Regions from separate parts of the Dromaius novaehollandiae genome. Here region 2 is linked to region 1. Evidence: chromatin contacts called from public Hi-C data. All regions are on one chromosome and are shown on one strand. Each heading gives the region's core, a stretch centred on a gene start, on an enhancer-like site or on the middle of the called end of the contact. The rest is flanking DNA. Distances are from core to core; before and after follow the strand shown. Region 1 holds the start of MYC (MYC proto-oncogene, bHLH transcription factor). Region 2 has its middle 190 kb from the start of CYRIB.

Evidence for each region. A called contact is a pair of places that touch in the nucleus more often than the background predicts.
Region 2: a Hi-C map of brain shows a contact between it and region 1, with 7 times the contacts expected there. The contact joins the enhancer-like site here to the promoter of MYC in region 1. A contact is called at or near these places in 2 of 4 Hi-C or Micro-C datasets (brain and liver).

What each region holds. Positions count from the first base shown.
Region 1 is chr2:158,954,090-158,958,905 of bDroNov1.hap1, forward strand. It overlaps MYC (MYC proto-oncogene, bHLH transcription factor), which reads left to right and starts at 2,534. Exons shown (of 3, transcript XM_064507863.1): 1 at 2,534-2,877; 2 at 3,818-4,508. The coding sequence starts at 3,833.
Region 2 is chr2:159,649,444-159,654,571 of bDroNov1.hap1, forward strand. No RefSeq gene overlaps it. Among named protein-coding and RNA genes, the nearest start is that of CYRIB, 190 kb to the right of the region's middle. Within about 2 kb of position 2,773, at least 2 of the 2 cell types and tissues checked have open chromatin away from gene starts, as enhancers often do.

The DNA.
Region 1 (4,816 bases), core at 1,284-3,783:
GGTTATTGGCTCAGCCGCCCTCCCATTTCCTATTTATCATTAAACTCCCCACGTCAAAGCAAGCGCTTTGACTCTGCCGTATCCTTAATGTTATATTTGTGTACTTATTCTTCCCCTATACCAGCTATTTTTTCGAAATGACCTTTTTTACTGGGAATTTATACTTGTGCCTTTTGTATCTTACTCTGTATTCTTCTACAGCTTGGGTTGGACATAAGAAATCACAGCCAAATGTCTTTCTTCCTCGGTGCTAAAGCTGGCATGTAAGAGCTGCCCTGGCACACCTCAGAGCTGGCGCCCCAAGAAAAAGTGAACTTACAGTCCAAGGAGACCCGAAGAAATCCTACAGAATATTTTAGAGACTGTTTCCTCCGAAAGCTGTGTTGTTTTAATAGCACATTTCTTCCAATCCTCCTTTCCTGTTTTTCAACTCATACGAAAACAGGGTATTTTAGGAGTCCATCTGCTCATGTTACTTATTCCTCACTTCAAGTCATAATCCTCTGTGATGCTACAGTTAATTGCTCTGCATATGATTATATTGCATCATGGACAGGCTTATAATTTTCAACCCTGTCTGCACTGGAGTAATTTAAAAATATTTCTACTGTTACCAGCACCGGCTGCGTTGCAACGGCATGAACCATTCTGAGGACATTTATTGCGTGTCAGGCTACTCTGATGCCGTGCTTAAACAGACGAAAGTGCCTACACCAAGTTTTACACTACAGTTATAACTAGATTAATTTGGCTCTTGCACCTTTCTGCCTGAGTTCAGGCCTGCCTTTAGTCACATTATTTCCATTCACATCAGCAACCCTGAAGGTCTGCTGCAGACAGAGGAGATGGGTTTTTTTTAAAAAAATAGCAGTATGTATTTTAAGCCATCTCTGAGCTAGGGTAAATGTGATTCTTAAAATGTCAGTAGGCGAAGCATCCACACGATGACTGTACAACGGCTCAGGTTGTTGTCTGACCAAGCTCGGTAAGTGTTTTTACTCTTTCTCCGTAAATCAGTCCTTCCTCCGCTGGGTAACGAAACCAACGGCGCCGGGCAGCAGAAGGGAGCCGAAATGTCAGGCGGGGCGCCGCGCTTCGCGGGGAGGGTGATGCTCGCAAACCTTGCAGATATTGTCACTTAAAAATTTTTTTTTTTTTTTTCGGGGGGGGCGGGGGGGGGGGGACGTGGAGCGCAGCCCAAGGTGCCACGGAGGGGCCGCGGCGCAGGTGCCCGCACTGCCGCCGGGCTGCGCGCTGCCTCCCGCGGGCGCGGCCGGCCGGGAGAGGGCGCGATGGGCCCACGGTAGCGGCGGCGGGGCCGTGGAAACGGCGGGGCCCGGCCCGGCCCCTCGGTGCCGGCGGCCGCCTCGCCGGGGCCCCTCGGCGGAGGCTCGGCGAGGGCAGCGCCGGGCTCGCGGCTGCTCCCGCGGGGGAGGCTCGCTCGGGAAAAATAAATTAATAAATTAATAAATTAATTAATGAAAGGGGGAGGGGGCTGGCGAGGAATAAATACATGTATGAAAGGTCCCGGCAGGCCCCGCTTGCGGGGCGCCCGGGGGTGCCGTCCCCCGCGGGGGTGCCGGCTCTCGGGGCTAGGCGGGGGGCGCGGGCGGGCGCGCAGCGCTGCGCAGCGCCGGCGGGACGGGGCATTTTGTGGCGGCCGCGGAGACGTAACGGTGTGGCATCCCTCCGGCCGGGCCCGCCGAGCCCGCCGGCACCGGGGGGCCGAGCCCGGGCGCCCCGTCGGGGCTCGGCAGCCGCCGGCGGGAGGGCAGCGCGGGCCGGCGTGGGGAGAGACCCCGGTGCAAAGCGGCGGTGGCGGCTGCCCGCGGAGGGGGGCGGCTGCAAGGTGACCCCCGTGGGGCTGCGTGTCCCCCCCCGCCGCCTCCTCGGCGGGCGCGGGCACTCGCGGGGACGAGGCAGCGGAGCGCGGGGGATGCCCGAGCCGCACACGCTCCTTTGTGCGGAGCCGGCGCCTTCGCCCCTGCGCCCTGCCTCATCCTCACCCTCCTGCCATGCCCCGGCCTCCCCGCCGCCTTAGTCTGCTCGCAGCGCCCGCCTCTTCTGGGGGTGGGGTGGGACAGAGAGAAAAAAAAGAAAGGTGAAAGCCCCTACGGCCGGCCGCTGCCATAGGGGGGCATCGCTCGCCGCTGAGAACGCGGAGGGAGGCGGCGGAGGAACGGGGAGCGAGGCGGCGGGCGGCGAGGAGCGGCCTTTTAATCCCTGCTAGTATTTTTCTTTTTTTTTTTTTCTTTTTTTTTCCTTCTTTTCTTTTTTTTTACTATGTTTACTTCCGACCTCTCCTCGTAGTAAAAAGCCCGTCGTGGCGCGCGGCACCGCCGGCCCCCCCGCTCCGCAGGGGGGGTTCCTCCCCCCCCGCCCCTCCGCGCACCCCCCCGCCGCAGGCCCCCAAAAGCGCGCGGCGCGGCGCCGCCCGCCCCCTCGCGGCGCGGGCGCGCGGGCGGCTCCGCAGGGCGGCGGCGCGCGGCGGGAGCGCGCGGCGGGCGCGGGCGCCGAGCGGGGCCCCGCGGTGCAGCCCCCGCCCCGCGGCACCTCCCCCGCTCCTCGCCGGCGCTTTAAAGGAGGAAAGCAACTAAACTTCTATTGTATCCGCACACGGAGCGCGCCGCGCTGCCTTGGACCGTACAACCCCCGCCGCACGCCGGGAAAGGCGATTGCTCCCTCCGTCGCTCCTTTTTTTTTCAGCCGTGCTGGGAGGAAGACAGCTATAGTCCCCCTGCTTTTTGTCTTTTTTTTCCCGTCCTCTCCTCCTTTTTTTTAATTTTTATATATATTTTTTTCCTTGTTTTGTGATTCCCCGCGCCGCTCGCAATAATTGCCTCGCTACGCCTCGCAGCTGGTGCGTTGGAGAAGCCGGTGAGTCGCGGAGCTCCGCTCGCCCATCAGTTGATCCCCCCGCGGTTGTGCCTTGGACTGACACGGGCTGGTGACACCCGCGCTGCCGGCGGGGCTGCGCGCCGGCGATGTGGATACCGACGGTGCAGCCGGAGGGACGCTTTGCTCTGCCGGGGCGCCGGAGTCCCCCATCCTTCTTTCTGAGCTCGGGTTTTCCAATTTGGGGGCAAAGCGCCTGCATCTCCAGCCTGTGGAGGGGCAGGTTATGATTATTGCACGTATTGGCTATATACATATATATATAATATATATATATATATATGCGTTTATACGTCTGTGTGTGTGTACGTGTATATATATATATTATATATTTTTTTTCATATATGACAAAATTCGGCAAACTTTGCCAAGGTCCCTGCCGTCCCTGCGCGTTAACGCGAGCCCAGGTGGGCGGCTGGGCAGCCGCCCGGCGCTCCCGGGGGCCGGCGAGGGCCGGCCGCCCCTTCCCGCCCGGCTGCCGGCCGCGGGAGGAGCGATGGGGCCGGCGCGGCGGCAGGGACGGGGGCTCCTGCCGGGGGCGCTGACGGCCGGGCGCGGGCGCGGGCGGAGCGGTGCGCGGCGTCGGAGCGGCCGAGCTGCCGGGGGAGGCCTCGGGCAGGGTGGTCCGGGCTGCGGCAGCCGGGGCCGGCAGCCGGATCGGGGCAGGGGAGGGCTGGTGCCTCCCGCCTGCCCCGTCGGGGCTCGGAGGAGGTGGGGGGAAGTCCCGCATTTTTTAATATCGTTTTTATTATTGTTGTTGTTACCGTCGCGATGGCGCTTTGCGCCGCCTGCCCGGAGCGGGGAGCAGGGAGGGAGCCGTGCGCGCCCGCGGGCTGCCGCGGGGCGCGGGCTGGGGGCCGCGCAGCCGCTCGGCGGGGCGCAGCCTCACCCGGCGCCCGCCGTGTCCCCCTCTGGCCCGCAGGCACCAGCCGCCGCGATGCCGCTGAACGCGAGCTTCCCCAGCAAGAACTACGACTACGACTACGACTCGGTGCAGCCCTACTTCTACTTCGAGGAGGAGGAGGAGAACTTCTACCTGGCGGCGCAGCAGCGGGGCAGCGAGCTGCAGCCGCCCGCCCCGTCCGAGGACATCTGGAAGAAGTTTGAGCTGCTGCCCACGCCGCCCCTCTCGCCCAGCCGCCGCTCCAGCCTGGCCGCCGCCGCCTCCTGCTTCCCCTCCACCGCCGACCAGCTGGAGATGGTGACGGAGCTCCTGGGGGGCGACATGGTCAACCAGAGCTTCATCTGCGACCCGGACGACGAGTCCTTCGTCAAGTCCATCATCATCCAGGACTGCATGTGGAGCGGCTTCTCGGCCGCCGCCAAGCTGGAGAAGGTGGTCTCCGAGAAGCTGGCCTCCTACCAGGCGGCCCGTCGCGAGGGGGGCGCCGGCGCCCGGGCCGGCCCGCCGCCGCCGGGGCCGCCGCCCGGCCTCGCTGCCTCGGCCGGCCTCTACCTGCACGACCTGGGCGCCGCCGCCGCCGACTGCATCGACCCCTCCGTGGTCTTCCCCTACCCGCTCAGCGACCGGGCCCCCAAGGCCGGCGCGCCCGGCGCCAGCCCCGCGTCCCTGCTGGGCGTCGACACGCCGCCCACCACCAGCAGCGACTCGGGTGAGTGCGATGCGCGGCCGCGGAGCTGCGCGGGGGGGGCGGCCGCGGGGCTCCAGCCCGCTCCCCGGCCCCTTCCTCCGGTGCGTGTGCTTTTTTTAATGCCACGTTAGCGAGGCGCACTGCGGACTCCCGGTGGGTTCGTTTCCTGGAGAACTAGCCCAATTTTCCGTCCTAAATGGGGAAGAAAAAAAAAGCCGGGGGGAGAGAGAAACTGTCATAACGGGGTCAGAGTTGGTCTCCGCCGCTTGAGCAGTGTCCAAGTGAAGCTGCTTCCCAGTGACATCGCCGGGCTGGGAAGGAGTTAACCG
Region 2 (5,128 bases), core at 1,523-4,022, 700 kb after region 1:
CCGGCTCCTTTTGGGCTTGGGTGCATGAGTGAATTCAGACAGTTAATCAAGCTACTGATTGCCAGCTAAGCCACAGTAATGGCTGGTGCCTGACGGTGCATGTGTCCTTAGCATAATGCAGCTGCAAAGTAAATCGTGATAGCTTAGATCCTAATGAAAATGAAATCCACTGTAGAGGCAGTTTAAACTAATACACTTCTCACTGGGTCAAGCTTAATGCATGCACATGGTCAGTTAGCAGGTTTCAAATGATGGGCATCTTCAGTAATTCAGTTATTTCCTATCATGTGCTCAGGACTGGGAATTTATCCATTTGAAATTCTGATATAAGAGAGGGTTAAATGGGCTGAAACTGATCTGCATGAACTACTTGCACAGCTGTAATTATATCTATGAGTAATCTTAACTAGAAATGCAGCACATTCGTTGGAAGTCTTTAAATCTAGACTGAATTGGTCTCTCTAAAAATATACAAACACTCAAACAGAAACCATAGGCCTGATGTAGAAAGCTTGGGGTGAGCATCTTTCACCCATGTGACACAGGAGGTCAGCCTGACAGCTACAATGGACTCTTCCTGACACTAAAATCGATGAAACTATGAATCCCTACGGTTCAATAAGGTATAACTCTGCCTGTGCCAACACTCCCTTCACATCCCCTGGGTATCTCGCTCACTCAGGCTACACTTCTGTAAGAAAGCTCTGTGCCTTGAATCTAGGACCAATGAATGGGAAAACCCAGCTCCTTACCAGAGCAAAGCTAAGATACCAACCTCCACTCCCTGATGCACTGATATGTGCAGTATTGCAGACATTTCAAGCACAGTCTCCACTCAAATCAGCTTCTGTGTCCCCTCTGGACAACAGAGCAACATTCCTCTTTCTTACTGTGTTGGTGACCTGCTTGGCAGTAGCATGCTGAAGATCCCTAAACTCAAATAAGGCTATGTATAAGCACAGCATCCATCCCTGCCCCAAAGAACTCCCCATGGTCAGCCCAAAGACTCTTGGCTGAACCAGTTCCTGTAAAAGACAGCTGCCATTTGTCGTAGAAATGCATCATAGAAATACATGTTTTCAAAATAGTTCAATAAAAGAGATTAGCCAGAAAAATATTCTGATGTCTTGGATTTAAAGAAATATTGCCGTTATTATTAGCATTAACTAATAATCCTTTATTTGTCCTTTACTAAGACTATGAAATGAACTGGATTTCTGAGCCTCAGCTGATATTTTGCAATTTTACCCTTCAGCCTATTTTTTTTAAATTGAAACTTCTAGAATATACACTTTCTGTTCAGCTTTTGCAACTTCCTGCACAAGTGAAATATCCCCTAACCCTGACCAGAAAACCCTTCCACATCTCTTTCAGAAATTCACTTCAGCAAATGTAACATCCTTACCAGAAGGAAACACAAGCTATAAAATATGCTGCAGCCTTCCTTTCTGTCTGGCTTGCTTCAGACTTCATTCATTAAAAAAAAAAAAAAAGGGGAGGAAGAGAATGAGAAAAAGTGACAGTTGATTCAGAAAGCTGTAAGATGTAAACATTCATCCACAGATGATGCATGGATGGTTAGTGTTGCATATCTTTGGGGACAACATATGCCTGTCTTTCAAACTTGTCATATCCTAACGGCCATTGTTATCAGCCTACAAAAGCTTCCAAATTCCTACCTGTCACTGAAATTCTCAGAAAATGAGAAACCATGACACATTGAGAAAATATAACTGTGATTATTCCTATCCTGCCACTGCTTGGGTCCCCGGCGCTTGCCTGTGCCTGCAGTCCTTCTTCAGTGGAGCCATCTTATTGATACCCTCAAGACTTCTTGCTTTTTTAAGTGCTTTCAAAGCCAGGTAGCCAAGCAAAATTCTCACTCTTTCCAATAGGTGTAGTCACTTTTGTGATATTTTTGTCTCTAAGTCTCCTTAATGATATTTGTATTGCAGTGGCAACTCTTGGTCTCCCCTCAAAATGCAAGACCCTGCTGTACTGATGAACCTTAAAACACTTCCTGTGTGACACAGAAAGAAAGCACCATTCTTATTAATTCTTCTAATTATTACTATTGTTCCCACTTTACAAAGGAATGAGACAAGAGTAACCTTCCCCTTCGGTCACGCTCAGCGTCAGTGGAGCCAGGGTTTGCCAAGCCGCCGGAGTCAGGATTAGGATGAAGCTTTCCACCCACCCATGAGGGCAAAAATTGTCACTTTCTCCTGAATTTTAAGGCTTTATGAGGCCTTGCCCACACTCAGGAGAGACATGTGGTACCCTTCGCGCCAGGCTGGACCTGAGGAGCTGGCTGTTGGCTGCTGAAGCCCAGAGACCCACCATAGCTTCGCCTCTTGACTTTGCTTCTCCTCCCAGCTCCCCCTCTGAGGCCCATCTGTGACTGGAGGGCCCCATCTCTCAAAAAGTCTTTCCAGACCCCCTCCTCTGGCTGCCTCGGTTTCACCTGCCGGCATTATATGTGGGATTATATTTCCCAGGGCGCTGTGGGGCCGGGGGTGCTCAGCCCTCGGGCGCCGGAGGTGGCCCTCCAGCCCCTTTCTCCCACCGCTCTCCCTGCCGCGTCCGTCCCGGCGGCGGGCGGCCCCGGAGGGACAGGACTGCCCGGCCCAAAGCGCGGGCGCGGGCGAGGGCGCCGCGCGGCCCCCATTAGCCGGCGCGAAGGTTTCCCGCCGCCGCTGGGCCGCGGGAGGTGCCGCTTGAATGGGCTCCGTGTCAGCGGGCGGCAGGAATGCGCGGAATGCTGAACGGCCGGGCAGCCCGCTCGGGAGGCTTCAGCCGCACGACTCGCGCACCAGAGCGACAGCCGTGAAGGCCAAACCCCACAAAGAGCCGTTTCTTCCCCGGCCCCCAAGTCAGCTCGTAAGCCGTTGCTGCTCGGGCCGGCGCGGAGGAAGCGGGAACTGTTTGCCTTGCTTTGAGAGCTTCCTACTTTTCATTGAGAAAAACGAGAGTGTGGTCGGTATCTGATAGATTATCTCTCCCCAGGCAGAAGACCGGCTCGGGAGACGGGTAGGGATGGGGGGAGGTATTTCTTCAATGAATTCAGTTTCCCACTGCGTGTAAAGGTTACTTCCCCCCGCCACCTCGCTGGCTCCTGTCGCAAGCTTCCCTCTCTGAATGAGAAGCAGAAACTGCCTTTCTGAATGAAACCACTTCATATTTCGCTGGCTTTGAAACGGCCAGGAGCCCCCGCCTCGCCACTCGCCCTGCTGCGGCTTGGTTAAGTGCCGAAATTCCCACGTCTTTGTCACAGGCCATTGCGAAAGGATATTTGGGAGCTGTCTGTGGACTTTCTTACCGACAAAGTAAGGGGACAGTGCTGGGTGCATCGCCTAAGCCACCCGTGTCACTCTCCCTCTTTCCTGATAAATCCCTGCCATCACCACCAAGGATTTTCCAGCAGGGAGGAAACCCTCTCTCGCCTGATACAGTTCCTAAATTATTTAGCGTGGTCGTGTTAGTTAGCAGCCGGGACGTGCCATGGGCCAGCACTAGGTAATGGCACTGGTTTGAAAAGCTTTCGCACAATCAGGAGATAAAATCAGCCAGGGCAATGCAGGGAGAGAAGTCAAAAGCAACGTGATAACTGTGCTGGTCTTTTCAACTTCAAAACATTTTGGCGTGGGATCTTTGTCTCTTCCCGTCACTTAAGGAGAAGCTTTGTTTCACAAAGCATTTGCTGTGAAAACCCTACTGATCAAAATGTTTGTAATTGCCTTTGAAGAACTATCCCTGTGCTGCCAGCGAGGTGGGACAGATTACACGGGAAGGAGCTCTCCCCACCTCTGATGTTTCCGACTCGGGGAAAAGGCAGCTTGGTGCCAGTGAAATATTAAAGACCTGATTCTCCTCTTTGTTACACTGCCTCAAATGCACCAGCTGCAACGGGATCACAGCCTATTAATGCCCATGCAAATAAAACCAAATCCACTCTCCAAGTTTTTCTTGGAGATTTTCAGTTGCAAACAATTGTTTTGCAGTGGGATAAATAATTGGTGACAATTAAAGCTATATACCAAAGGGACCAAGTTTCACAATCCTGCTTTCTTAAGTGCGCGGTATCCACAGCAGAATACCAGCTGGAGTAAATGCACCGGAAGTTAAACATAGTTGGACTTATCTTCGTTGTGCAGAACTGGATAACTTCATGTTTGTAAGCTAACACCCGGATCATATTCTCCCTTGAGAATATGTGGCCACACAGTTTGCCAGATAAGCTACTGCATTTGCAGATGATAATTTACACAGAAAGTGTGATGATGCACATCCATGTGCTAAATTTCATTCATAGATTATTAAGAAGTTGTTTGTGAAGCACAGGAACTATTGTGCTGGATCAGACCAAAAGCCCAATTGCCCCAATTTCCTGTCCTGAACCTAGTCCACAGCAGATTTTTAAGGAAGAGAATAGAGCAGGTTATGCACAGGATGATCTTTTTCATGTCCATTAGCTAATAGGGGCCTTCCTGAGATCATATTTAATAGCTCCCAGAAGAGCCCTCCTCCATGTGTTGTCTAACTCTTTTTCTAGACTCATTTATATTTTGGCCCCTGAGACATCCTGTGGCAGTGAGTTCCACAACTCAGCTACGCGCTGTGTGAAAAAAATACTTCCTTCTCCTTGCTTTAAACTTAAGAACGCAAATACGCAGCCCCAGACAGCAAAAGGAGAAGCAGCAAAGGGAACTCACTGGAGGAGATATTGGAGTTGATCGAACCAAACTGGCCAAGACTGTGCGGAGGTATTAAGCTGGGCAGGGGTATTGCCAGGGGTGCTGGCAGAGCAGACCTCCCTTTGCAGCCCTTTAACTTAACACAGTTAATGGCCCATCACTGTGAAGCTGAGGCAAGTAGGAGGTTTTGGCTGTGCAGGGGGTCTAAATGGGTCTATAGGCAGCTTATCCTGCAGCTTCATGCTTTCTTTAAACCAGCACAAGCCAGCATGGCAAGCAGAAGTAATGCTCTTCCTCTCAGACCCCACCGCTTATTTCTGCTCTGGTACCACCCTGCCTTGCTGCCAGTGTGAGTCTATCTGTGGCTGCCCAGTAAATCAGATCAGTTAAAACGACTCTTTTTTGTTGTCATTGCCAGGATAGCTTTAAGCCGG